2 separate regions of the Anas platyrhynchos genome follow, and region 1 is linked to region 2. Evidence: chromatin contacts called from public Hi-C data. All regions are on one chromosome and are shown on one strand. The core of a region is the stretch at or near the end of the contact, and the rest is flanking DNA. Distances in the headings are between cores, read along the strand shown.

Evidence for each region. A called contact is a pair of places that touch in the nucleus more often than the background predicts.
Region 1: a contact with region 2 is called in a Hi-C map of subcutaneous adipose tissue, with 2.1 times the contacts expected there. The contact joins the promoter of MRPS23 here to the enhancer-like site in region 2. A contact is called at or near these places in 3 of 8 Hi-C or Micro-C datasets (skeletal muscle, small yellow follicle and subcutaneous adipose tissue).

Annotation. Positions count from the first base shown.
Region 1 is chr20:1,529,031-1,535,960 of IASCAAS_PekinDuck_T2T, reverse strand. MRPS23 (mitochondrial ribosomal protein S23) reads left to right here and starts at 3,986. Exons shown (of 5, transcript XM_038165752.2): 1 at 3,986-4,126; 2 at 4,226-4,393; 3 at 4,564-4,641; 4 at 4,766-4,889; 5 at 6,007-6,307. The coding sequence starts at 4,239. The coding sequence ends at 6,162. It overlaps LOC139999128 (a long non-coding RNA gene), which reads left to right and starts at 1,948. Exons shown (of 2, transcript XR_011804221.1): 1 at 1,948-2,289; 2 at 2,440-3,342. It overlaps CUEDC1 (CUE domain containing 1), which reads left to right. Exons shown (of 13, transcript XM_072026004.1): 13 at 1-869.
Region 2 is chr20:1,369,070-1,376,353 of IASCAAS_PekinDuck_T2T, reverse strand. The region is part of intron 5 of MSI2 (musashi RNA binding protein 2); the gene reads right to left. Among named protein-coding and RNA genes, the nearest start is that of MSI2, 95 kb to the right of the region's middle. Within about 2 kb of position 5,688, at least 1 of the 8 cell types and tissues checked has an H3K27ac peak or open chromatin away from gene starts, as enhancers often do. A contact at or near this core is called in subcutaneous adipose tissue, where this site is marked.

The sequences.
Region 1 (6,930 bases), core at 2,737-5,236, 160 kb before region 2:
TTGGAATTGGATCAGCTTGTAAATGTTCCAGCGCCTCTGAGCTACCGAGTGCTTAACTTTCAGCTAAGTCTCCGTGAGTGCAGGACGCACCGACAGGCGGTGGAGCAGAAGCTCGGGTAGGAAGCTGCTTGTCCCCATGGTGCCATCACCCCACGGCTGCTCTGGTGGCAGTGAGAGGGTCGGGGGCGAACAGCAGCGAGGTGCTCGTGGCCAGGTGGGTGCTTACAGCCCATGGCCGAGCGCTGGTGGGGCCCTAGGAGGGTTTGTTGTGCCCCTTGTCCTTTTACGAGAGCCATGTAAGGCTTTGGTGCCCTGGGCGAGCCACTTCCAGGCCATGTCTCAGGCCAGGCCTGCTGGAAATGTGGGGAGAGGTGGGGCACAGGGGCACTGCGCAGCCTCCGTCCACTGCACGCGGTGGGTTTTGAGCCCAGCGCTTCACGGGGGCTTTGGGCTGTGTTTGTTAACACGGTCTAACAACTTGCCCTTAAATATCCTAGTCTAGGCAAAGCCTCGCTGAATGATGTCACTCTGCAGCCATTTCAAAATATCTTGGAGGCACAAAGCATCATTTCAAAGGAGGATGGAGAGTGATTATTTTTATCTCCTTTAAAAAAAAAAAAAGTCAGGTCTAATGAGTAGGAAGGCCACTAAAACCGGCTTGGAAGCCAAAATGCATTTCTTACATAAAACCGTACAACTCTCAGTGACGTTTGTATCACTTCTCTACAAAATGTTTTAAAAGGAACAAACCAACAAAACCAATCTGTGGTGTGTGCGTGTTGCTATTTTAGACTTTATTTCCATAAGTGATTTTTTTCTTAAAGATGTTTAATAGTAATTCATATAATAAAGTCCTGTTGTACTCTTAACACCGATGCATTTCGCTTTATGCTGCTGGTACTTTTGGGAAGGAAAGAGATGAGGGTGGGGAGGGAAATGCCTCCCCTTGCTGCCGCTCTGGCCATGCCCCTTGTGGCTGCAGATGCCCCAAAGCCACCCCGGCTCCTCGCCTCCCAGCATTTGGGTTGCATCCTGTGGTTCCTCTGGAAAGCAAGTGCCCAGGGGAGGCCGTTATGCTGGTGAGCTCCTTTCTGCATCCAGGGCCAGATCCTGCTCCCACCCCGCAGGACAACTGGGGCAGGAGCAGGTCCCGTTGCATCTCCCAGGTACCTGTTGTGGAAGAGCATGAGAAGAGACTGGGAGCCCACGGCCAGGGGAGCCCGGTGAGGCCCTGAGGGTGGGCTTTGCACCAGGGAAATCCCCAGGGGTGGCAGGGAGCAGCGATGCTCCCCAGGGGCCGTGACCCCAGGGCTGTGTGTGAGCTCACAGCGTGCCCGTTGCCAGCTCTGTGTGCGGGGACCGGGACCTGCCTTTCAAGAAAAAGCGGAAAAGGAAAAATGCTGTGGTTTACCCACTTAATTCCGAAATAACAAGCCTCTCGGGGATGGGGCGTGTGCATTTTCTTCAAACTGTTTCATTATCCATCGCGCAGCAACTCCTCCGCGTCTGTCAGGCAGGCAGTCTGGCTCCTTCGCCTTGTCTCCTAGCGGGATGGAAAGACGTCATTATAATGAATTCTTTCTGAACTATGTGTTATCAATCTCCAGCCCTGCACTTTTCGGCGCTGTGCTGAGCTGGCGGGATCACCAGGTGCGGATCCCGCTTTTTGAGGGTGACACTTGTTCTGATGCTCCAAATCAGGCCCCACAGCCGATTTAGGGGGCAGCAGCAGGGTTTGGGTACGTGGCAGACCTGAGGACGCATTCAGGCACTGCTGGAGGTGTTTGCAGACCTGCAACAGGGGACACCCCAATGCTGGGGGGGCTGAGAACCACAGGGTCCGGCCTGGGAGCGCTGCTCCGTGCCCCCACCTCCCCTGCAGCCCAGCTCCAGCTGCCAGGGAGCAGCGTTTGGTTGCTGGCAGGGTTGGAGCTCCCCAGCCTCACGTGTGGCTTGGAAACTTTCCCTGTGAAAGAAGGCGCTGGAAAAAGTCAAGGCATTCTTGCCTTAAATGTCAAAAGCATCAAAATGCTGGAGAAACCCTGGATGTGGCCTTCTCGGCACAGCCAAGGAGGCCGTCGTAACCCAAGGGGGGAGCCAGGGCTCTTTGAAAGAGCTGAAAAGACCGGGGCCTGCCCAGTCCTTTGAGCAGCTCAGATGCAGCCCTGGAGCGGTCCCAGCAACTCCCTTTTGAATTCTTCCACTCCACAGGGGCAGGAGTTTTGTCTTTCAAAACTTTCTCCCGGCAGCGGAGAGAAGCCCGGGACTGAGAGCTGCGGCTGGCCCACGGTGAATGCTCGAGGTGTCCTGCGCTGGCAGCGGGTACCTGCTTCTGTCAGCCCTCGCTGGAAATTCACTGCCCCCTTCCTTTATAACACTGCAAGATGGATGGAGTGAATGAATGCTTTTTATTATTATTATTATTTTTTATTTAACCAGCTCGTTCCCAGACCGAGGGCTGCATCCTAGCGATCAGGCATCACGTCTTTGCCGTGTGCTTCTTGGAAGCTGGCTTCACGGAACTTCTGGCAGGGGGAAGGCTGTTTGCACAGAGCAAACAACCTCGGTGGTGTTGGGATTTCATTAATCAGGATGAAAAACACAGGCTGGGGCTCGGGGCTGGCAGCCAGGCACCGTCTGCTGCCACCTCCTGGGCCCAGCCAGCAGTGCTGGGGCTGCGGGGCAGGATCAGGCCCTGGTGCAATCCTGCTGGGTGCTGGCTCTGGGTGAGACCCAACACAAAATGGGACCGAAGGGAGACCCCAGCTCTCGGTGTCCCACTGTGGGGGGATGTTTGTGGCCCCCCACCGCCGGTCCCCAGGCTGCCATGGGCACGTCGTGGTGCTCAGCTGGGGGACAGTGGACAGGGAGGGTGTAAAGAGCCATGGGGGCAGAGGACGAGCCCCAGCCAGCAGGACCCCAAACGATGCGGGGCCATATGGGCGTCCTCCCTCCCGTATGGAGATAAATGGCGGGCTGCGTGTGCCAGGACGCGTCTGGGCAGCACAGGGCAGCATTTCTGGTGTGCCCCCTCCTTGCAGGAGCACCCAGCACAGCCCCAGCAGCTCCCTGTGCCTTTGGGGCCAGCAGCTGTCCTGCCCCGTCACTCGCAGCCCAAATGGCTCCCTCAGAAACCGGAGACGGCAGCAGCACCGCCACGTCCCGCACCCTGCAGGCGCTCAGCGGGTGTTGTAACGGGGTGACAGCTGCTGCCATGGCTCCTGCTCAGCTCCATCGTGGTCTGCCATTGCTTGCAGGCCCCGTGGAGGCACAGTGCCCCGCTGCAGGGTGGGCACGGCCACTCCGTGATGGTGGGAGCACGGCAGGGGAACCAAAACAGCCGCCGGGGAAACAGGAGTGAGGTGTGCGTGGTTTTGGGGTGTGAGGTCATATTTTACACAGCATCCCTCGGTCTCCGTGCTGGGTCCATGCTCCGGCCCCTGGAGCACTGAGGTCCCCGCTCAGCCCATGCTGGGGTGCGGTAATGCTGCTCCAGGACCTGTTTTGGGGTTTTTAGCCCCAAAAGCAGGATAAATCTGGGACCTGTTTTGGACTTTTACCCCTAAAAGCAGGATAGATCTGGGACCTGTTTGGAGACTTTTAGCCCCAAAAGCAGGATAAATCTGGGACCTGTTTCGGGGTTTTTAGCCCCAAAAGCAGGATAAATCTGGGACCTATTTTGGAACTTTTAGCCCCAAAACAGGACAGATCCCAGCAGGTGCTGCCCAGGCAGGTGGAGGGGACCCTCCGGGCTCTGGAGGCCCGTGGGGGTTTGGATCTGAGCCCCGTGCCCATCGGGGGCCACCAAGGGCAGCAGAAGGACCCCGAGGGCCCCGTCCCCGCGTGTTCGTGCCCGTGCCGGGGGCGGTGGGGGGGGGTGGTTCGGTCCCGGTGGCGCTGTCCCTTTAAATGGCGGTGGGAGGGGGGGAGGCGATCTGGGTGGGCACCCGCTCGGCTATCGACTCCTTCTGCCTGCGCGCCCATCCGCGGGCCGAGCGCGCCCTGCGAGCTGATTGGCTCAGCCGCGCGGAGGGCGGGCGCTTCCGCTTCCGGGCTGGCCGTTGCTAGGGGGCGGCGTTGCTAGGGGCGGCCTAGCGCCGCCATGGCGGGGAGCCGCGTGCAGAAGGTCGGCAGCGTCTTCAGCCGGTACGGGGGGGGCCGGGCCGGGCTGGGGGCGGCCCCGCGGCTCCCCCTAAACCCCCCCCTGAGCCCCCTGTCCCCGCAGGACCCGCGACCTGATGCGCATGGGGGTGCTGCGCCAGCCGCTGTGGTTCGAGGTTTACGCCGCCTGCCCGCCCCGCCGCGAGCCGCGGCACCGCCAGGCCCGGCCGCGCTACGGCCGCGCCAGGGACAGCGTCAGGGACATCCTCTACCCCGAGGACGCCGTGCGAGCGTGAGTTCCGCCTCGTTCGGACCCCCGGGGACCGTCCTGGGGCCCCCAGGGTCCCCGTTGTTGGTTGGCTGTTGTGGAATAAATGGGGTGACCCCGATGCTGTTTATTTCCCTCAAACTGTGTCTCTCTTTGATTGATGGAAAACCTGAACTGTGTTATTTTTTGAGCAGGAAATTTTACAGAGTGTACGGAAGCGGGCCAAGACCTTTTGATTTATCGCAACCGAACTACAAATCGACGTGCCAAAGGTAAATCTTTTTTTGTTGATATATAACTAAACTAAAAATGCTTCTGAAACTTGTCCCTGTCTCCTCTTAGGTCAGCAAACCACAATGTTGTTTGCGAGAGTAAAAATACAATCTTGAAATCTAGGTTCGTTGAGAAGTACAATGAATTGAAAGAAGAAGGGAAAATTGAAGAGGAAAAATTGTTTGAAGAAACAGGAAAAGCCCTTTTAGCCAGTGGGATAATTTTGCAGAGAAGAGGAACAGATAAAGTAAGTATTAAACATTCAGAAAACGAATTGGCCAGTGGACTCAAAAGGCTTCATTTTTAGGTTCTTAAGACGGAGTTAGTCCAAATTAAACTCTCTGTAAGTTACCAATAAATAAAATAGAGAATAAAATAGAACCTCTTCTGGATTGAAGATAGCTGGCACACTTTTTCTATTCCTTCTTAGTAATTAAGTATTCTAATGCAGCATCGCTCTCATTCTTTAATCCTGATTTGGAAATTTATACATAAATCTTGCAGTTTGCTTCAATAAACTAAACCAACAGCGATAACAACAAAACCCACACACTTATTTCAGTCATTTTTTGTTTATATTTGTAGTTTGGGGCTCGTTTACTTATGTCTTTGGTAAGAAAATAACTACCCAGAAGAACTGTCTAACATGTCTTGCATCTATTTTCACGGATGTAAAAAAGAGGAGACAGCTCCTGGGCACATGGAGTCTGTTCCTTGTTACTTCAGATAATTGTCATGTAACTCTTAATGTAAAACGGGGTAAAAAAGCAAACTGATGCTTCCAGAACAGCGCGTCAGGTAGAGTAGAACACTGCTGCTCTGTGATGGTTAGCAATCTTTTTACTTTGTTCAAGTCTGAAAGATAAGCAGTTCTTTTGAGAATGCTGTCCGTTTAGTTTGAACACCCTCAAAAAAATGGAGAAAAAGATTTTATAAAAATGGCAGCTCTGTAAACAAAATTCAGCTGTTACTCTCTCCTGTAATGCGCTCTCTATTCTCCTAATTGTCCAATTACCCGTGGGCTGAGCATCCATAGCCTCTTTTCAATAAAAGAGGCTGACCAGGAGCAGAAATTGGTTCTATTACAAGTAGATGTCCAACGAGCGTGTGAAAAGATGAAATGGCCAGCTGGCTTTAATATTTTACCTTGAGGTCAGCGATCTCATTTTCATTTCTTGCCCTGGTGATACCTTGAGACTGCACGTACTTTGATAATAACCTAAGCATGAGGTAGAACTTAGCTGTCAGCTTTCTCAGACATACGCACTGGCTGTTGCTCTCTTCAGCTGTGCTTTGGAAGAAACTTGTTGCAGCCATTTCTTTGGTTTGGTTGGGTTTTGTTTTGTGTCTGTCTTTAACTGTAGGTAACACAACAGAGTCACCAAGATGCTGAGGCCAGGGATTCTGTACTACATCAGCAACTTCAAAGCGTGTTGGAGGAGATGCAGGCAAAGAAGAAAGACGTGGAGGAGCAGAAACCAGAACTGACAGAGACACAGAAGGAGAGCCCCGTGTCCTAACAGCTGTAGCGTTGTCTTCTCACATCGCGCAGGTGGCGTTCACCTGCTCAGGAACCTGTGTGCCCACAGCCTATGGTTACAAGATTTTTGAATGTTGTCTCAACTTTTGATGTGGAAAATTAAATATTTTCTTTAAAATGGGAAATTCTGTCTGTTCAGGGGTCTCATTTGCACTAGTAAAGATGTTTCTTAACTTCTTGCAGTGACGGTACAGTTTGTGACCGTCCTGCTGCTGAAGTGTCTGATGCTGTTTGTTTGATGCATTCTAACAGCTGTCTGAAGTGTCATCTTTTTATAGCTAATTCAGAAGAGATGCTATTTATATAAATGTTCTGATATGTTCTCTCTGTTTCATTGCTTGCTTAAATTCCTGAGAGGATAAAATATAATAATACAAACTAATTTGGATCTTTGAAAATCTTAGTGACTCTTAATGCCATCAGTCACCTCAGAAGCGTGAAGGATGCGCTGTTATAACTCTTTGCTGAAGACAAAGTTGAGTGCTGTTACAGAAATAGTCACTGAAAATTGGGCACAGAAAAGCTGGAAAATAGCAATCAATCCTAGAATTCAGAGCTGATTAGACTTGCGTTTTTCCCACATCTGTGAACTCGATTGCCTAGCTTGTTTCTTATTAAGAATTTTGTTTTCAGGCTAAGGGAAAAACAGTAACAAGAAGAAAACAAACAGATTTAAATCATGTCAATCAAACCTCTTCCTCTCCTAGCTCTCCCCCAGAAAGGAAAAGGTCAAGATTTCCTTTTGGTT
Region 2 (7,284 bases), core at 4,439-6,938:
AGCAACACGAGACAGAGGACCTCAGGGATTTAAACTCTGTGTGATCTACAAATGAAGGCAGCAATACAGTCCACAGGCAATAAATACAAAAAGCCACTCCTGCCAGCTTCAAAGACCATATTCATTGGAAAGATATTCTCTATAGATCTCAAGAGGGACATGGGGGGAAAAACGCCAAATCTATTCAGAGGCTTTGAAAGTCCAACCAGTATACGTTTGCCAATTAATGTTTGCCATATAAGTAGTTCCTGCTTTCTAGGAAAAGTGAAAAGTCATTTTGAATTTGATTACTATTTCCATAAAAGAGAACTCGAAACCAAAGCTCTTATGTTTTATTCTATTCCAAAAACGCAGCAAGAGCAAGAATTTTGGAAGCTTTTCTCTGCAGAGGAGCAGAGCTCCAGATGCGTTCAGCATCGCGCCGTGCCTGCTCTGTAACTTAATGGGGTAAACCTTGCTCAACGTCCAGGCCTCCGGGTCAGCCCCGTGGCATTTCAATAAAGCAGAGACAAGCTTGTTTCCACTCCCATGCCAGGAGGAAAGACGAAAGAGGAGATGAAAGAAAGCAGAGGACCACACTTGTAGAGCAAATAGTGGAGGAACTCAAAAGCTCATCAAAGTTAGCGAGAGTCAATCCTCTCTTCGGGTAACATGAAACTTGTTGAACGGTACAATATATGCTGCCTCCGTTCTCCAAACAGTTTATGAACACTGTAATTTTGTTCACTAAAACCCTAACAGCACCAACCCCCCCTCTAATTATAGATGTCTCTCATGCATGATAATCTTCATACAATTAAGCCCGCTTAAAAGAATAACCGATTAAATAAAAAGTGTTTAAATAGCACATAAGGTTGAGATAAAAATGACAAAAGCTCAAGAGATTGAAAACTAAGGCAGAAATTCTACCTGTAAGTACACACTAGTGCACGGAACAGCAGCCCCAACTTTCAGACCTGAACAGGAAGTCTGAAGCTGAAACATTAATACAGAATCACAAAAAAAAAAAAAAAGCCAGCAACAAAAGGAACTCACAACTGCCCTTATACGAGCTGTGTATGGAAAGACATTAACCTCCTCTCAGTATCCTCTTTGGAAGAAAAAGCAGTTGGTTTTATTTCAAGTGCGAAAAGCTCTCCTGCACAAAATGGTACTGAAACTTCATGTCTAATTTAGGTAAAGGGTCCTCTAGGTAAAAATACATTTAGGCAGAAATTCAACATTTGCTGGAAAGGCTGGAGTGCTACCAAACCACTCTGCAGACAGCTGTGTACTCTGCGACTGCCCCCGTCCCAGCACACGGGCCATAAAAGCAGGCAGCAGCTCACCCTCTCCACGGGAGCACGGCTCTGCCTCCCGCTCTGCACACAACAGGAGCCCGGGTCACCCTCTCTGCTCACATCCCTCTGTGAGACTCTCTTGGTCTCACCGGTGCTAGCTTGCATCATTAGAAGCTCCATCAATCAGAAGTTTGCAGTGCTCTGCAGGTTACTTCCATTGCAAAAGCTACAGCTAAAGATAAGGATCGAATATGCGAAGTGGCTGTACAAATGAAAACCAAAAGGATCATACCTGCCTGACAGGTCCTAGGATTAAGCTGGTTATAAACATCCAGAATATGAAAAGAATATTCCTCAGTGCTAGACGGAATCTCAAAGAAAACAGCCCCCACGCACATATTTTTTAATGTATATAAAACACAACCTTGTCCTCGGGCCCCGTATAATTAAGATTTAATTAGATTAAGTTTCAACTAGCAGCAGATATTTTTATAACCAGGGGTTTGTAACGGAAGCAGCAGTACAAATCTCCTTCTGGGAATGCAAAAGCTCACGAGAATAAACTCTCCCAAACACCCTCTAATTTGGAGTGGGAAGGTGAAAACACATCAGGGGAAAAAACCCTCGCAAGCAGCACAGGCTGCGCATGCCATCAGTTCACTCGTCTGCCCGGCTCTACGTGCGTGGTGCCAAAGAGGTGATCTGGCTTCCCAGCCACAGCAATTGGCAGGACGGCTGCAGTAACTCAGCTGGTGAGCACGTCAGCGCTGGGTGCTCACACCGACAGCCGGGTGGCAGCTCACGGACAGCTTTTATTTGCTCTCTGAAGCACCGAGGCCGTACCCAGCCACCAGCCACCCCGCAGGGGCTCTGCCCCGCTCCGCTCCCATCTCCATCTCGCTCCCTGGGCGATGTGCTGACCATGCTGCGTGCCCGCCGCTGCCTGAGCCGCACCACGGGAGCACAGCTGCCATGGCAGTGAGGCTGCCAGCGCAGGCATGGCATTGTCCCCAGGGCGACAGCAGCCACAGCAGCTGGGGACACGCACACCACGGGGACAGGCAGCAGCAGGAGCCCACAGTGGGGCAAGAAGCCAAAGCAAACCCTCCCTCCGACCCCGAGCCGTGGGTTTCCCTCTCCAGCTGCCAGCACAAGCCACCCGTAGAGCTTCCCCTTGCAAAGCTCGTGTCTTCACCCCCTTATGCGTCCCAACGAGGCCAAAAACTTCTCAATTTTCCACTTGTGTTCAAAAAACAAAATCAGCTCAGGAAATGCCAATGACAACAGAAGCACCTGTTTAGGAACAGAACGGACCAAGGATGTCACCAGGGCCCTTCCCGATGAAAGCAGTGTCTGGGTGCTTGTGACTGAACCAACGCCGGGCCCCGACGCTGCCTGTCTAAAACGTGGAAGACTTGCCGGCAATCGACATGTGGCAATTAACCGGCTGTTTACATTACACCTCCTTCCTAGCCCGCAGCTACAGAGCACGAGGCCACCCACACATGAGCCGGGCACTTCGCAGCACAGGCAGAAAGTAAAAGGCACCCAAACGGTGCGGAGGGGCCTGGCGCTGCGTGAGGGCAGGCTGTGCCGTGAGGCAGCAGCTCACACAGCACCCCGGGGAGGCTGGGCCCTGGGGGGTTCAATGTTGTGTGGGCCACGCGGCCATCACAGGGCTCACGGTGCTCAAGGAACAAGGCAGGGGCTGGGGGGGAGCAATGGAGCAAGCCCAGCCCCACAGCACGGGCAGCAGCACAAGGCCTCTGCCTCACACTCATGGGCACGACAGCCGGCAGACGGATCCCCTCACTGGGCGGGCAGCGGCCTTCTGCCAACGCTATCATTAGCCGGGGCTATTTTTAAGCTGACCGCTGCTTAGTGCCGCCAAGCTTCCTCCCCTTCTGCTCCCAGCGCCACAGCGCGAGGCGGCGCGCGGCCCTCCACACCCCCAGGGCTGAGCACCGGGCGCACAGCTCTGCGTTGGCCGCCTGCTCACGGAGCCTGCGCTGCCTCTGCCAGCAGCCACGTGTCCTCGTGCAGGTCCCCTCGGCCACGAGGCGTTTGTGGGGTGCCAGCCCCAGGCCTCTGGAGGAAAAGGAGCCAAGAGGCTGAGGCGAACGTGCACAAGCTGCTCCTCTGCTGTGTCGCTGCCCCGCCGCACACCTACCTCACAGAACAGAAGGCCCCAACTCTGTGGTAGAACTGCTCATCAGAGGGATCCCCCCTTCCGTTACATACTGTAAAAAATGTTATATAAAACCCGAAAAAAAATTCAGCTACAGCTTTTATTTACCATTGTGCATATGGGCCGATGGCTGTGGCAGGCTACCAAGTCTGCTGTTAAGCTAGCCAAGTTTGCTTCTATTGCTTTGCTACTAAGGCGTGCCGCGCGTAAGGAAGCGGGGCCCGCTTCTGATGGCAGCCAAGGCAAGGCCTCTGCTGCTCTGCCCAGCCCTGCCGCCCCGCAGTGCCTGGGGGAATCCTGGAGAGAAGAAGTTTCATCTCCAGTGATCACTGACACAGCGGTCACGTCCACGAGCACAAGGCATGCTGAAGGCCATGTCCCAGGTGTGGCACTGGACAACACCCACACAGCCCGCACCCCAGAGCCACGATCTAGTGACAGCGCCCTTGGAAAAGGCACAAGAGTGCTGCCACCAAGCCCTGGGCTTTGCACTTCATACGGAACATCTACACTGTAATTACAACAGATGCTAGGTAAAACTGGGTCTTGTATTGAAAGGAGACCCTTGGACCGCTCCATTTCCATCAAGTCCCCCCGTTCTTTGAGCAAGACCACGGCCCAGCAGGTCGCTGACACCTCCCAAAGAGACCTGGCACTGCTCAGGAACCCCGCAACGCAGCACTCGCTGCCTCGGTGAGATGATCTGAGGCAAATGTGGAGAACACCAAAACGCACAGACACCACGGGCCATTTCAGGTGCTTAAGGCCCGATGATAAGACGTCCTTCCCAGCAGCTCATGCTAAAAAATATATATATAAAAAAAAAAACGAGGGGGGGGAGCTTCAACTTCATCTCCTGATGGGAGGTGATCCTCCAGCTCTGTAGCAGCCCCGGTGTGTCAGGCCTTATGATGCTCACACCGATAAATGACCTTCCCCACCCTGCAGATGTTTCCCACTTCCTAAGGCTGCTGTATTTATTGACCTGAGCAGGTTTCAAAGAACTCCCCCAAAGACTGACCTATCGGTTATGTTTTTAAGCCAAGTTGTTGCTTTCTAAATTGTTATGACCTTCCTCTTCCCCTCTCTCCCCTCCCAGTCACGAGCAATAGGAATTAAATTGATTCAGTCTATCAGTGTTCTGCATCTAAGTGATTAAATTCAGCCACTAGAAAAATCTGTTTTGTGCTGCATCTGAGCAAAAGCAGCGCTGCCATTGGATCCAGCCCCCGGCCTCAGAGGGAGGGAGGAGGCAGCATGGGGCGGAAAGGCACAGAAGGTAAAATACAGACTTGGTCATTGTGGCGATATCAAAGGCATAATCTTTTTCCCCCCCTTTTTAAGCTTGAGCAGTTATTAGATGTACCATTAGAAGTAGCTTCACAGAGCTGCCTGGCGCAGAGCGGAGAGGAGGCGGCGCTGCGAGGGCAGGTGCAGGCGCAGCACCCCCAGAGCATTAGCAGCACGTTGAGGTTTCAGACCTGCAATATCCAAGATCAGTGCATTATCGATTCCAGACAGATGTCACGGGGCTGGATGCTGACTTTGAGGGCAGCTCCCCATCCTCAGTACAGTCTGTTTCTTGCGCAAACAGACCAGAACTAGTCCTAATTTATCCGGCCTGATGACCAGGCAGCGTTCCTGGGGGACAGATGCCTCGCTCTCCAGGCTGGCTCCAGCCCTAACAACCAGCTGACCATCTATTTTAAGCTGTTCAGCTGGGATTTTACTTTGGGACATCCAAGCCAAGAGGAGCATTCTTCCCTCCTCCCCTTTCTTCCACACGGCAATTAGAAAAATTAAAAAAGGCTGGAGGATTTAACGCATCTGCCTAGCCCCCTCCTCCAGACAACAAGCTCTAAGGACAGAGACAGGCCTGTGAAGGAGAAGTTCGGGAGGCAGGGTTTCAACTTGTGGGTGTCTGCACAAGTGCTGAGCAATTCACCGAGCAGGGTCTCAAAGAAAGAAGGGATCCAGCTCTGCCGCTGCTCTCACTGCAGCTCTCCACCCTCTGCGCTTCCCCTCCTCCAGCCGCTGCGGGCAGGGACCCTACCTGCCCAGGAAACACAGGGGCGTTACGGCTGGGCTGTGCTGAGGATCCGTCCCTCCCTGTTTCAGGAATTTAGCGAGAGAACAAATGCGCACACAGAGAAAGAACACGCTGAAATAACTGCCTGTTCAGCCGCATCCTCCAGAAGTTCTTCGCTTCCTGCATCTGTGGGATTTCTGGCACGGCCACGGCGCTGACCTCACCTGACCTTCCCGCTGCATCAAAGGGCCTCATCTAAATAGGTCATTCCTCGCAGAGGGAGTAAAGTTCAGAGGAAGCTAAGAGACTTACGGGCTGCCTTAATCATCAACACCCCCCTCCACACTCTGCTGGAAAAGAAAAAAAAAAAAAAAAACGGGAAAAAGGGAAAAAAAAAAAAGAAAAGAAGAAAAAAGATATCCACAGTGGCAGAGACAAAATGTTACAGAAAAGAGAATTCGGATCTACATACTGTGGTAGCTGAATTTTAAGCAGTACAAAGTCTAAGAATACATCTGGAAACACACATGCAAATTCTTCATATCTAAAAATAAATGTCTCTGCTGTAGATTACTCTCCAGAGTAAAAGAGAAGTGCTAATATTACTTGGAAGTTTTTTGTCTCTCGTTCTGTTTTTTGTTCGTTTTTTCCCTAAGATCAGAGCTGATGAATTACTGTTAAAAAATCACATACATTAAATTATCTAGATAATTTGAAGCATTATACACTTAAATTAGTATTATTTATTACAAACTACCAGCTTGCCCCAGGCAAACCACACTACCAACACTTTCACTTCATTTTTAAAGGCAGTATCTTTTGCTTTGGAATAAAATGTCCTTCACATCACCTCTGCAAAATGCCACATCCTCTTTCCCCGTGGTTTTCAAGGTTTAGGACTAGCAGGCTTACAGCGTGCCAGGCTCACAAGCTAGGGCTCTTCAGCAACGGGCTCGATGCTGATTTGCATCAGCAGAAGTTGTTGCCATATTTTCCCCATCAGTTCCTTAGAGGAAAGCTTACAAACTTAATTCCCTCTTTACATTTGCTTATTCAAGTTCCAGCTGCATCTCCCCCTAATGTCCCATTAGGGTTTTCCTTTTAATTACTTTTTCACGTCAGCTGTGCATGCTTTGCAAGGTCCTCTTTCTAAGAACTTAGCTCTCTCTCCCGTGGTCCCTTCCATGAAGGATGTTTTCTCCCTCTCCTTTACCCCTCCCAAGAGCCCTCCCCTAGCCCCTGTGTCTCCACGCTCCGTTTCCTGCCTCGTGCCAGCCCCCGGCGCTGCTGTTTCGACACCCCGGGATCGTACCTGCACAAGACACTTAACGAATGGGAAGTGCGGCAGGGTGTGGAGCGTTTCATTCATGAGCATTATGCACTTGGCTTAATGACAATTTCTCATTACACATACTGTCCTTGCAACTGTCATAAAAGATTAAGGAACATAAAAGCAAACTACTTAATTGCGGGCAGGTGTGCAAGCCTATTCCCTCTACCTGCACCAATGTTCTTTGGAAATACCTTTAAAAGAAAAAAAAATACATCCTTGGAGACATTATGTAAGAGAGGCACGCGGCAGTCGCAGTGGCTGTCCCCGCACTCCCGAGGAACAAACAACCAGGGCATGGCACGGCAGAGGACAGGCCCCTCTCCTTCCCTGCACCAACAAGGCACAGGCGGGCGCAGCCAACCTCTCCCACCCAAACCTCATGCCACCAGCATGATGCCTGCCCCTGCCCTGCCCCATCCCACTGCTACAAAGGAAACACGAAGGTTTGTTTAGC